2 separate regions of the Bos taurus genome follow, and region 1 is linked to region 2. Evidence: chromatin contacts called from public Hi-C data. All regions are on one chromosome and are shown on one strand. The core of a region is the stretch at or near the end of the contact, and the rest is flanking DNA. Distances in the headings are between cores, read along the strand shown.

Evidence for each region. A called contact is a pair of places that touch in the nucleus more often than the background predicts.
Region 1: a Hi-C map of liver shows a contact between it and region 2, with 1.6 times the contacts expected there. The contact joins the enhancer-like site here to the promoter of GC in region 2. A contact is called at or near these places in 2 of 11 Hi-C or Micro-C datasets (liver and skeletal muscle).

Annotation. Positions count from the first base shown.
Region 1 is chr6:87,164,814-87,171,949 of ARS-UCD2.0, reverse strand. No RefSeq gene overlaps it. Among named protein-coding and RNA genes, the nearest start is that of NPFFR2, 81 kb to the left of the region's middle. Within about 2 kb of position 2,074, at least 2 of the 102 cell types and tissues checked have an H3K27ac peak or open chromatin away from gene starts, as enhancers often do. A contact at or near this core is called in liver, where this site is marked.
Region 2 is chr6:87,002,485-87,009,387 of ARS-UCD2.0, reverse strand. It overlaps GC (GC vitamin D binding protein), which reads left to right and starts at 2,326. Exons shown (of 13, transcript NM_001035380.2): 1 at 2,326-2,447. The coding sequence starts at 2,390.

The DNA.
Region 1 (7,136 bases), core at 825-3,324, 160 kb before region 2:
TAATATTCCCAAATAATTTAGATATATCCTTTATTACAACTTGTCTATACTGTTATTTGAAAAATAATTTTCTCCCTCAATTAAAATACATAAATTTATATTAAAAATAAATAAAATATAAACCACCTGAAAAATAAATTTCTTTACAAACATCAATTTCATATATGAAATGTGAAAGTAATATTTAATATAAAGATAAATTCAGGAGTAGGTTTTCTCAAAAGCTTTTGGTTTGGAGAACTATTTGTTGTGATTGCATTTAATATTTTTCTTATTTTAAAATAGAGGAAATATGTTTAATAAAATTTCAATAGGATATTTAGTTAAGGCCAAAATGTGATTCAGTTATAAATAATGAAAACTCAAATTGCTTTAAAATATGATCATTTGAAATAGCTTTTACTTCATATTCACACAGGCGTGCTAAGTTGCTTCAATCATGTCCAACACTGTGTGACCCCATGGACCGTAGCCCTCCAGGTTCCTCTGTCCATGGGATTCTCTATGCAAGAATACTGGAGTGGGATGCTGTGGCCTCCTCCAGGGGTTCTTCCAGATCAGGGATCAAACTCACGTCTCTTACATCTAATCTATACTCTTGGGAGAGGGACATTTTTTGGTGATTTTTACCTTCAGAAATCCCAACAGCTTCTCACAGTGAACAGACAGGTTGATCTTATGTGTCTGGCAAGGGGAGAAGAAATGTAATCATTTTTAAATATACCCAGGCCTTATTCATAATAAACCCCTCCTCTCTCGGAGGAGAGGGGTCACTGTAACATTATCTTCTAATTCCTGCAAGTTTTAGCACTCTTTCTCACTCTCTTTCTACCCTCTCTGAGCTGTTAGTCTCAACTGTACTTTCAGGCAGACTGAAGATGAATTCCATTACACTTCTCTATGTACTCATGTCTGTGGCTCCCTCAACTCAGTTTATCTAATTTGTGAAATAAATTTTCACGTTTTCCACCTTTCAAAAATTGGTTAAAATTCCTTAAAAACTTAAAGGCTTTATCCCATTTTTACCATGGGTTTATTCTTCAATGTGTTTTCAAAATGGTTACATGAATATTTAGAATGAGACTGATTTTTATATTGGTATTTAACAAATGACTACCTAATTGCCTATATCTGCTTCCCTGAATAGTCATATGCTGTAAAAATAGTTTTCAAAGTCTCTTATTTTTCTTGTAATATTGAAAAGACAATATTTTCAAACTATAAAAACTTATGATAAAAGCAGAGACTCAAATATTTTTATTAACTTTAATGGGAAGATCTTTTTATTTTAATATATTCATAAGGCTAAATTTTACTCTGAAATGGTGCTTTTGTCATATAAAGTATCTGACCTCTATTCCAGATAACTGTTATTTTTTTTTAACAAATGGATGCTTAATATTGTCTAACATTGTTAACTGGATCCAATACGTTTAAATATATTTTTCTACTTTTAAATATTTTTTTGATGTAAACTTATTTGCTTACATTTCCTAATTTCAAAGTGTTTTCATTCCCTATGTCATACAATTTTTGAATTTCAACATATTGCTGTTTTTATAGTCTCATTTTAAAAGAAACTCAATGTTCAAGAATAATACAAAGAATATCACCCAAATTCCACACTTGTTAACATTTACTGTATTTATTTTCTTTCTCTCTTTCCAATATGGTAATCTTCAAATTCCATTATTCCCTTTACACTATACTAGCTGATATTCTACCATTTGTTCACTTACTGATAGAAGAATAATTTCACAACTTTTATTTCACTCAATGGATTTGAATCCAGTACTATCAATCTTTACTTCAAAGCTAAAATTGCTCCAGCTTTGGCCAGTGTGAGTGTCTTTAAGCTGTCTTCCCTGTCCTATGTAAAAGTCTCCAATTTTTTAGCACCCACTTATTGTGTGGCACAAACTACCCCAAATACAAAACAATGACAGATATGCCTAATTTTTTTTTTTAATCTCTACATTCAAATCAAGAGAAACATCTCTTTGGACTAGACATACAGAGCAATAAATTAAGGCTGATGTCAAAGCCTTGATGGACTTGAACCAGAAAACCAGTAGAGGGAGATATGAGTTTGTACAGCATAATAGAGACTATCACAGCAATTAAATTAGCTGTCAATCCATGAGTGTAAGGATTGTAGCAGAATTTCCCCACTCATACATATAATAAGTGAAGAATATTTGATACCTACTCAAGGCTGAGTTGTATATCATCTAACAAAGGTAATGTCAATTAGGGCTGGGTGTAAAAGTCCACTGACTCAGTTCCTGGATCTAGAAGATAACTGTGGGATAGAAGTGCTGAGCCACTACTGTAAGACCTACTTTCAGACCAGGACCTCAGAGGCCTGGGGAAAATAGCCACAGAACTGCCAGACAAGGAAGGGTGAACATAAAGTCAAATAGGTAAGCAGACAACTTCCCACTCAAGTGTGTGTGTGTGCTCAGTCGTGTCCAACTCTTTGTGACCCCATGGACTATAGCCCACCCAGCTTCTCTGTCCATGGAATTTTCCAGGCAAGAATACCGGAGTGGGTTACCACTTCCTACTCCAGGGGACTCTTCCAGACCCAGGAATTGAACCCACATCTCTTGTGTCTCCTGCATTGGCAGTCAGGTTCCGCTCAAGACCAAACTACAATTCTAAATCATATAAAGAAATCCGATGACAAGGCTTTAAATATACTGGAGCTAATACATTTAAAATAATAGAAAAGTAAAAAAAACTTTAAAATAGGTATTCCAAAGATCCTCAGAGAGAGCAATGTGGAGTTTGGGGGTTTTGCTTCAAAAACCTGTTATAAAGAAATGAAAATGTTGGCTAAATGAGATAAAAAAGAAAACCATAGCAGCATTGCTTGGCAAGAGCTCATCTGTGGGTTTCTTAGAATGTCTGTATGTCTCCTAGAGTGTTCATACAAAAGCAGGCAGTAAGGAATTTGATTCCCAGACGGGAAAGGGGAACAGAATGGTACGGCAGATCTGAGAAAGATCACTACTTGAAGCTGGAGCTATCAAGCTACCAGACTTGTGAAAGACAGTTGAAAAACCTCTGCAAATCTCTGGGGCTAGACTGGCAGAAAACAATCTCACTTCTAGGAACTGAGCCAAACCCCCTGCTGTCTCCACGACTGCCTTTGTAAGAGGCTTAGAGCCAGAACTCTAAGACATGATGGTCTGGCCTGATTATGTCCCCTAAAGATGAGTTTATTAATAAATGTCTTAATAGGATATTTTACTTAACATTTTTAGTTAATTGATTGATAAGGTAGCAATAAATCAGTAATGACACACAAACAAGGGCAAATGACCAGATGGCAGACACATAAGATTTGCCATTGCATTCATTGGGAGAAAACTCAGGAAGGCAGGATCAGTAGCAGGCTTGCATGGCCCTCATTGCCTGTCACACGATGATGGCACAGAGCAACCTGACAGATATTAGACTCCAGCAGAGGGATCCTGATGATTTGGCCTTGGGGCTTCAAGCTAGCTCCTTAAAGAAGCCTTAATTATTCCTTTGATATAAATGTGGGGTGGATATAACAGCGATACAGTGGGAGAAGATGTGGATCTGGCTGTTCCTCCTGACATCCCGCATAAGCAGTTGAAAGGAAAATCAGCACACCCTTGGTATGATCAGAGGCTAGCATCCAAGACCAGCAGACAGACCTCTATGTAATGGAAGCAAGTTGCTGGATTCAGCACGCTAGTGTTCATGGTTAGGCGTGTACGAGTCTCCGTCTTGGCATTAACAGGGAGCTGGGCTCCATGTTTTGTGGTTAGCTGGAATCTGTTGCCTTAAGCAGTTGGCTTTACTTGGTTTATGAGAAGCTTTGCAAGAGACAAAGTCCTCTGTAGTTGGTCAGCTGAAGGGAATCAGTCTGGGAAAATCTCTTACTTCTTAGAAAGGATAGAGAAAATTTGAACAATACTATTTGTAAGTTTGATCTAATGAACAACTGTAAAATACTACTCCAAAGAATCAGAATATACACGGTGTTTTTTAAAATGCAAGAAATGTTTTCTAAATGAACAAACTTTTACATGTTACACACAACTCATTTTCTGCTCAAGTGCAACTGACTTTAGAAGTCCTAACAAAATACTTTAAAAGCCATAGCTGCAGAAATTTTGAAAATATTCTTATAAAATTAAAAATAAAGTTAAATCATAATGAAAGAAGTGAATTTGAAATGAAAAGATGAAACAAATGGATCAGTGTGCCTAGTTGATAGCATAACGACAGAGAGAAATATCTCAAGTTAGTTTAAAACTGTGTATCTCCACTGTGATATATTTTGTGGACAATGAAATCTTCAAGAAAATCTTAAGTTGTGTTCAATAATCATATTGCTAAAAGCAAAACTGGTACTATTTTCCTGAAAATATTGTGTGTGTGTGTTCCAATGTAGGAGCTTCTCCTAGACAAAGATGAGACAATTTAAATATCAAAAAGAATAAAACTGGTATGACTATTCTGGAAAACTGCAATAGATACTGTGACTAAAATATATATAAATATATGTACATATGCATACATATCTATTATACTATTCACACACATATATATATACACACATATCCTATAAATCAGAAAATCCACTCATAGGTATGTCTCCAATGAGTACATATGCTCATTAAGACTTGTACAAGAATGTCCATAGAAACACTATTCTTATAACCAAAACCTGAGAATAACCCAAAACTCATCAAGATAGAATGGGTAAATAAAAAGTGGCTTAATCCATACAAGAAATATTATACAAAAATAAGGATGAACAAACTTTTTATGTAAAGTAACAGAGATGAAATTCACAAAATTAATGTAGAATAAAGGAAGTACAAAGGGTACATACTATATGCAGCCATTTATAATAATGTAAGAAATTCTCAAAAGTAAGCTATGGTGTTAGAAGGCAGGACAAGTTCCCCTGGAAATACTACTACCAAATGTAAGAGATTCTGCTTGAAATAACTAAATTATATACTTATGATTTGTAGACTTATATGCATATGTTATTTTTCAAAGTAGAGTTTACATTAAAAAAGAATCAGAACTTCCACTGCTAGGTGAAATGAGGCAGCTTGCAACAGAGCAGCTGCTGCTGCTAAGTCACTTCAGTCGTGTCCAACTCTGTGCGACCTCATAGACGGCAGCCACCAGACTCCCCCATCCCTGGGATTCTCCAGGCAAGAACACTGGAGTAGGTTGCCATTTCCTTCTCCAATGCAGGAAAGTGAAAAGTGAAAGTGAAGTCGCTCAGTCGTGTCCGACTCTTCGCAACCCCATGGACTGCAGCCTACCAGTCTCCTCCATCCATGGGATTTTCCAGGCAAGAGTACTGGAGTGGGGTGCCATTGATCAGCTAGGGAGAAAAAGAATAGCTACAGTGAATTGTAGCACATCAGATATATTAAAATTCACAAGTTCAAAATGATCCATTTTTAAAGTTTATCATTCACCTTTGGGGATGATAAGGAATCAAATTATTATTCTAAAACTGATAAATAAAAGGAAAATATTAAGCATTTATGGTGTCTATCTTACAAATTGTAACAGGGTCACCAAATAATTGATAGAATTAGAATATAAAAGGTGCTAGAAGGCTAGAAGGAGTGCTAGAAAGTGCTAAAAGAAGTGTTATAATTAGAAAACTACCATTTTGTAAGATCTAGTGAAATATGAGACCTATGTAATGATGGTCAGTGGCTGCTAAAAACCATTAAAAATCAGATAAAGATGACTTTATGAAAATGACTGAATTCTTTGATCATTTTAATGTTTTCAAGAGATAATCACGCTTTATGTACTTCCTGATGTGACGAAACATGAAATACACACCATAGTTGATGTACTCTGAAGTAAATCAAATCTTATAAAGCCTCCAGAACTAATTACCAGTTTATTGGAAATATTAATTCCAGACACAGATTTTGCAGTTAGCAAAATACAGAACATGGGGATTTACACTGGACAAATACCTATTTCTTTTTACAAATGTGTTGAAAGGAATAAAAAGGGGAGAGAACAAATAGATTAAGAGATATGAGTCTCATCAACCAAACACAGCGTGTGAACTATGTTTGAATATTGATTCAAGCAAGGCAATTTGTAAGGGAAAATGTGAGACAACAAGGAAGATTCAGCACTATTTGATAATTTAAGGTACTTTGGTTAAACTTTTAGCTGTGATAATAACATTCTGATTGTTATTAAAAAAGAGTCTGTATCTTTTGAATTTCAGACAGAAGTATTTAAGAATGAAGTGAGTTCAAATCTTATGTTTGCTTCAAAATAATCCAGTGAAAGTGAAAAACTAAGGGGTATTTGAACATGATTGACAAAGTTGATAATTACTGAATCTGGGTGATGGTCCATGGGGATTCACTATACTATTCTATTTCATGTGTGTTACAAGTATGTGTGTTAGTCACTCAGTCATGTCTGACTTTGTGACCCCATGGACTATAGCAATATGTTACAAAGATACTGCTAAATAAAACCATGCCACTAAATAAATCTTAGGAGAACTATAATTTTTTAGAACTGAATGATAAAAATTAATCATTTATAAACTAATGGCTTTAAAGCAACTAAAGCAACAAATTATTACTTTAATTCATAAATTAGAAAAGGCTAAATAATTTGAAAGTAAATCTCTAAAATATATAAAGAAACTATGGATAACAGCAGAAATTGGTGCAATAGAAAATAAAGGTGCAATGGATTCAATAAGCAATGGATTCAGTCCATTCAACAATACAATGGATTCAATGCCAAGATTCAATAAACACAAAAATTGAAACAATAAAATTGGCAAACATTAAAAAATTGATCAAAAATATTTTAATTGATGTAACACATAGCTAGAGTTGTTAGAACCAAGATAAAGATTCCAACATGAATGAATTAAAGAAAAGATATTAATAATTTAAATTCCCTTTCTGTTAAGCAGTATAAGAAATACATCCTCTCCAATTGTTAACAAGATTGCAAGCAATCAAGAAGCTAAAATCTTAAAAGAGAATAGATTCAGAAAGGTAAACATGGCTCCAAACTTCATTTGTCCTGACAGTATTTGCATATCCAGAAGAAATTGCTATACAACTGAGCCA
Region 2 (6,903 bases), core at 1,077-3,576:
CATAGCTTTGATCATATGGACTTTTGTTGGCAAAGGGATATCTCTGCTTTTTAATATGTTGTCTACGTTTGTAAGTTTTCCTTCCAAGGAGCAAGTGTCTTTTAACTTCACAGCTGCAATTACCATCTGCAGTGATTTTGAAGCCCAAGAAAATAAAATCTGTCACTGTTTTCACTTTTTTCCCTTCTATTTGCCATAAAGTTATGGGACTGGATGCCATGAAATGAAGAGTTTAGCCAAGGGAAAAGTTTAGAAGACTTGTGGTAGGCAGGCAGTCAATCTTTGAAAAGCATATAATTGGTCATTGACCAGTAAGACAATCTTCCCATCTGGCCTCTAGAAATATTTAATGAGTATCTTTCAGTCTCCTCTAGAACATGTATTTCCATTGGCTTTATTGAGATATCTCTGCTTTAATTTTGCTTAGTTGTCTTTTCCATTTTCTGAACTTTCTGGACTCCCTTTTCTGAACTTAACACTCCACAATTTTCAATATAGATGGAGAAGCTGACTAAAAATGTAACTAGTTATGCAGTTTGAGACTTTCATGAAATATACCCATGCAGTTCATCCTTAGTTACTAAGTTGATATCAAAATTCTCTACCACTTATCTGTGATGGTCCTAAGTCCAGGATATAGGCTGGCTTTAAGATTTTCTACAGAGTTCCAGGCCACATTAGTTTCATCAACCTTCTTAGTTATTATAAATTTAGAGAGCCAGTGAAGAGAATAGCTAAAATAACAGTAGTGGTTAACATTAATGCTAAGTGGTTAACAGACTTCCCTGGTGGCTCAGACAGTAAAAGCATCTGCCTACAATGAGGGAGACCAGGGTTCGATCCCTGGGTTGGGAAGATCCCCTGGAGAAGGCAATGGCACCCCACTCCAGTACTCTTGCCTGGAAAATCCCATGGACAGAGGAGCCTGGCAGGCTGCAGTCCATGGGGTCACAGAGAGTCGGACACGCCTGAGTGCCTTGACTTCACTTCAGTATTAATGCATGCTACCCTGTGTTTATTGTTATGGTTAACCCTGCACATCATTTTATTACACTCACAACACTCTTGTAACAAAAGTGCTAAGAGTTATCACTACTTACATAGGTGAGAGGTAAGGCTTAGACAAAATGATTTCCCAAGGTTATACAGCCAAAGGAGAGCTGAGTAGGGGTTTTATTCCAGAGCTGGTGTACCCAAACCTTGAAGTGAAGTGAAGTGAAGTCACTCAGTCGTATCTGACTCTTTGTGACCCCATGGACTGCAGCCTGCCAGGCTCCTCTGTCCATGGGATTTTCCAGGCAAGAGTACTGGAGTGGGTTGCCATTGCCTTCTCCAGGGGATCTTCCCAATCCAGGGATCGAACCCAGATCTCCCACATTGTAGGCAGATGCTTTTACTGTCTGAGCCACCAGGGAAGTCCACCCAAACCTTATCTGACCCCATTTCCTGAAAAGAGGACTATTGCAAGAACCAAACGTTGACCTGATTCCAATGATGGAATGAACAGTAACTGCCTGTGCCTCTCTGGGCAAGTCACAGAGCTGGAGGTTTAGTTCTGTTATCTGCAAAATGAAGATAGTGGATTCTGCATTTACAAGGCCAATCATGAACTCGCGTTATGTTATCCTAAAATATACCAGTTGTATAGTATTAGTAACAAGAACTTTAAATGAGCTCTAAGGAACGCAAGCTTTGCCACTGTGATTTGGGGCAAACCATTTAACCTCCTCAGTTATTATCTACCTCACTTCAAGGGTTATTTCAATATGTATCTCAGTGCTTTTGAAATATATGTGTAATATAGCACATAAAGTACCATCCTATCATCCTCAATAAAATTCATAGCATTAAGATTATGGATTTGAGCAATTGTGATAAATTGGGTTCTCACTTTTCCCCCTTATTACTTAAACATCTAGTCAGTGCTATTTTAAGATACTCTTTACTTGAAGTAGGTTTAAACAAAGAGAGACCTCAAGTTTCCATTTGTACACATGAGAAGAGTAGGGAATGTTCAAAGACAACACATAAAGAGGGAGGGAAAATGCACCCATAAATACACGAGATAAGCTTCAGTGAAAAGCAGCAATGGCGGGAGTGGGGGGTATCTATATATATCCTGATTCTTTTGCAGTTTGACAAAGTTAATGATTGACCTCTCCTAGATTTTCCACTACATTTTCTACAGCTTGTCTATTTGCTTTGATTGATGATACTTTATCTCTTGTGGCCCAAGGATGACTGCCCTTGCTTCTGTGTAGAGATTAATAATTGATTAGTGCATAGCTCGGAATTTTAGTAAAAGGGAATCGGTTACTTTGGGCTGCCATTTTTTTAAACTGGGTAACCTGCAGGAGAAGGAGGTGATACAGGACGTGGTGGCAGAAAAATGAAGAGGATCCTGGTTTTCCTCCTTGCTGTAGCCTTTGTGCATGCTCTAGAGAGAGGTAAGATTTCCAGTGCTGTGACCATTTGCAAGAACTTCCACTAGTTTAATTTCATTACCATATAAAAGAGGGAGAGAGGGAAGAATAAAAGTGGGTTAACCTTAAACTCAGATGTGACATAGTTTTCTAATAGAATAGCCAAGAAGAATCTCATGAAAGAAAGAAAAGCTATATGATTTGTCATTTATCTTTCCCTACTTTCTTAATAACCAAGATCTAAGAAAATGGTTCAAAATTAGAATGTTTTTATTTGTTAAAAGAGAACGCAGAGGGAGGTTGTGATCCATCACTAAGCTTCGTTTTTCACTGCCATTGAGAGCATGATGTACCATATCAATGATGCATGAAGTCAAGTGAGTTTTTTTTTAACTTCTTCAAGGAATCCTCTATATGTAACATTTGAAACCACATTATAGTTTCTAAAATATCTCACATAAAAGAACTTAACACGTGTTCCCCATCCTGAACCCCCCTCCCACCTCCCTCCCCATACCATCCCTCTGGGTCATCCCAGTGTTGATGTGTGGCAGAACCAATATAATATTGTAAAGTAATTAGCCTCCAATTAAAATAAATAAATTTAAATTTAAAAAAAAAAAAAGAAAAAAAGAACTTAACAGCTATGAAATATGACTATTAAGATCTTTGAGCTATATTTCTCATTGAGTTCATTTATCAACTAGTGTCTTCATCTTTGAGCAATATACAACTTTGTGGCAAGTTCCCAAGCTTCAAAATTCATAATCTGTCTCAGTTTACTTTCTAGGTGATTCTTTAATGCTTATAAATGGAATCTGCATTCATCCTGCTTTGAAAAGTTAAAATTTTCATGTAGTGCTGCCAGTTAACAGCTTTACCCAAGTCATATATTAGAATTCATATGAACAACATTTAACCAGTGGAATAAAATATGTGTACCCCAGGAATCAGTTATTAACTGTGACAAGAATAATCTTACTCCTGCCTTTCTTATTCTTTTACATTCACTTTTTAAGAAAATAATCTTCTTTTCTCATTCAAATTATTTTTAAATTTTGTCTTATTCATGTCTGTTACAAGACCTCTGAATAGCCCAGGTCCCAAGGAACCCTGAAAGCCTATTCCTTTTCCCAGGGTTTCCCTGGGGCAGATCTGAGCCTGGAAAGTCCTCCTGAACTAGTTTCAGATCTGGATCTTCACAACACAGAAAGGCCAGTAATGGTTAAGTTCTGGGACTACATGTGAATGCCAGAATGTGCCGTTTTGTTCTACTGACTCAGTAAGTGTACACTGGATTAACTTCAGTTACAGTGCTTTGGAGAATACCAGTATTCAGCAACCTCTTTTTCGACATCCTGTAGCATTCTCTCAGCCCATGATGTAACGGATGCTAAAAACTTCAAGCCAGCTCCCTTGAACTGAACTTCACAATGAACTTGGTTAACTATGTGCCATAGCTCAGAGGATGATACCTGAGACATAAAATACAATTACCTAATAAATGTCCAATATTTGGTGACTGTAGTCCTGAGCCATCAGTCCTCAGTTCTATAACACCTGAGCATGACCCAAATACCAAGTCGATGATTTACCTGAAAGCGAGGTGTGCTCACTCCTGGCAGGAAGTGCACATATTAAAGTAATTGAAAGGAATTTTGGATGCTGGAGGATTGGTTAGGGTTATAGTTCTCTCTGTCTAGTTCTTGAGAGCTGACTTATCACCCACCCAAAAAAGAACCCCTTTTCCAAGGTGTATGTCCCTTAACACTCATTTTATAAAGAAGTTTCTATATACAAATATATTTAAGAAATAAGCCATACATTAGTCCTTCTTTGCTGGTTTATGATCAATGTTTTTGGTTTCTCAGAACTCATAGGACAACAAAACAAGAAAATTTAAGCCAGAGTTTCCCAGACATATGGGCTCTTTCCTAAAATGCCTATATCCCGTAGAAACAGTCTCTGGAAAACATCAGCTCTAAAATGTATACAGTATGAGCATTAGCTCCAGTCAGGCCCATACTCAAATATCAGATGGTACTGGGGATTCAGTTCATAAGCCCTTGTATACATCTTGTGAGAGAAGGGCTTACCAAATATGTTAAATCTAAATGATATAATATCCACTTTAGCTACCCTGTGAATGACAAGAAAATTATGTCCACCAATTGCCTCCACTTGGCTTCTGTATTCAAAACTGGATAAAGCACTAATCCAAATTGTATCTTTCCCTCTTCTAAAAAACAAGCAAGAAGGCTACTGACACAGCCTCACAATCACCACAGAAATAATGCTACAAGAAATAAACCACTGCTGTTTATAAGAGCTGTTGGCAAGCACATTTTCCTTTTGCTTTAAGCATTTCATTCTCAGCATAATTTTATTAAAGTGAAAGTGAAGTCACTCAGTCATGTCTGACTCTTTGCAACCCCATAGACTTTAGCCTACTAGGTTCCTCTGTCCATGGCATTTTCCAGGCAATAGTACTGGAGTGGATTGCCATTTCTTTCTCCAATGGATCTCATTTCCTTCTCCAAGGGATCTTCCCAACCCAGGGCTTGAACCCAGGTCTCCCACATTGTAGACAGTCACTTTACCGTATGAACCACCAGGGAAATCCAAAGAATAATGGAGTAGGTTGCCATTCCCTTCTCTTAGGAGATCTTCCTGACCCAGGAATTGAACCCGGGTCTCCCACACTGTAGGCAGATGCTTTACTGTCTGAGCCACCAGGGAAGTCAATTTTATTAAACATGATATGAAACAGCAAGAAAGTAAATTTCCCTCAGGTTGCTGGGTAAGCTGTATTTTCCTTTCTCCCAGTTAGCTGTCAAAACAGTCCTAAGACAATATGGTTAAACAATATGGTTTATCCACTGCTGAATCATTCTGTTTCTCTTTTCTACAAGTTGACTACCACTTCTTCAGTAGCCATGTGAAAATCAAAGTTGTCCTAAGTTTGATTAAGGAACATAGCTATACTGAATGCTAAAGAGAAGTAATTTAGAGCAAGTAGATATTCTAATTTCCCAGATATGTCTATATATTATCTCTGCAAAGCAAACATAATGGTGACAGAGGAGGTGACACAGGATTTGAGATCTACATGATGAAAAGAAGACGGCTGTGTAAATATCCAGAAGTATGTTTCAAGCAGAAGGAAGCCAGGTGCAAATGTCCTAGGCTAGGAACAAATAGGACCTGATCTAAGCTCACAAAGCAGCCCAAGTAAAAGCTTAAAGAGGCTTAGATGATAAGGGAAAGGAGGAAGAACTGAAGTCAGAGAAGAATCTAAACTCGATCATCGAAAGCAATGCTAACCTCTGTGGAAATCAATAGCCAAGTTATGCTTCATTGCTGTCAAGTCCAATGTCAGGTACGCACTCACCGTCACAGCTGGGCTATGGGGGTGTGTACACACACTTTAAAAGGTCACAAGGTTGATCTCTATAGAAAGAAGTTGAAATCATTAAAAAGGAACTGCTTGGCCTCCCTCTAGTATCTATGGTCACTTCGCATGGACCCCCCTCTGTCTGCTCCAAGTTCACATATAGAGAAGGCCTCCCTGACCAACCTACCTACCAACAGCACCTACTACATTTTTCTCTATTCCCTTACCCCATCTTAGTCTCATTTTGCTTTTGTTTTTAGCACTCATCATCTTATCACCTGCTGTTCATTTATTTTTTTTTGTAATGAAACTAAGATGTAAAAGGTAAATTCCATGAAATCAAGGATTTTTTGTTCCCGGCTGGAATCCTCAGTTTTAGAACAGTACTTGCCACATAGTACAGTCAGTAGACTTTTAATTAAGTTTATTAGAGTACCTACCTCATAAGACAGTTTTGAGTATTTAAGGAAAATTAAGGGGCTTTCCTGGTAGCTCAGTGGTAAAGAATCCACCTGCAAATGCAGGAGAGGTAGGCTTAATCCCTGGGCCTGGAAGATCCCCTGGAGAAGGAAATGGCAACCCAATCCAGTATTCTTGCCTGGAGAACTCCATGGACAAAGGAGCCCGTGGGCTGCAGTCCATGGGATAGTAAAAGAGTCAGAAATGATTTAGAGACTAAACAGCAATGACAAGAAATGTCAACTAAGACACATCACAGATATCCTGGAAGGAGTAGATTTTAAGTCTCTTGTTATTTTCATTATAAAGCACTGACACTAGATTTTATAAACTGAATAAAATAGCTAATAATTTACAATGTGCCAACTTACATCTTTTAGATACATTCCTTTAAAATCTTTTAGATACATTTGCTTCATCCTTTCAACACCATGATGACTATCAGTACTATTATACCCATTTTATAAGTGGGAAAATTGAGGGAAAGAGTGGCTAAGTAACTTATCCAAAATAACCGAGCTAGTAATTGGCAGAATCAGAATTTTACATTAATTCACTGGGTTTACAAAGACAATGCTCACAATCATTGCTTCACTGCCTCTCATGAGACACGTAGCTGAAACAGTC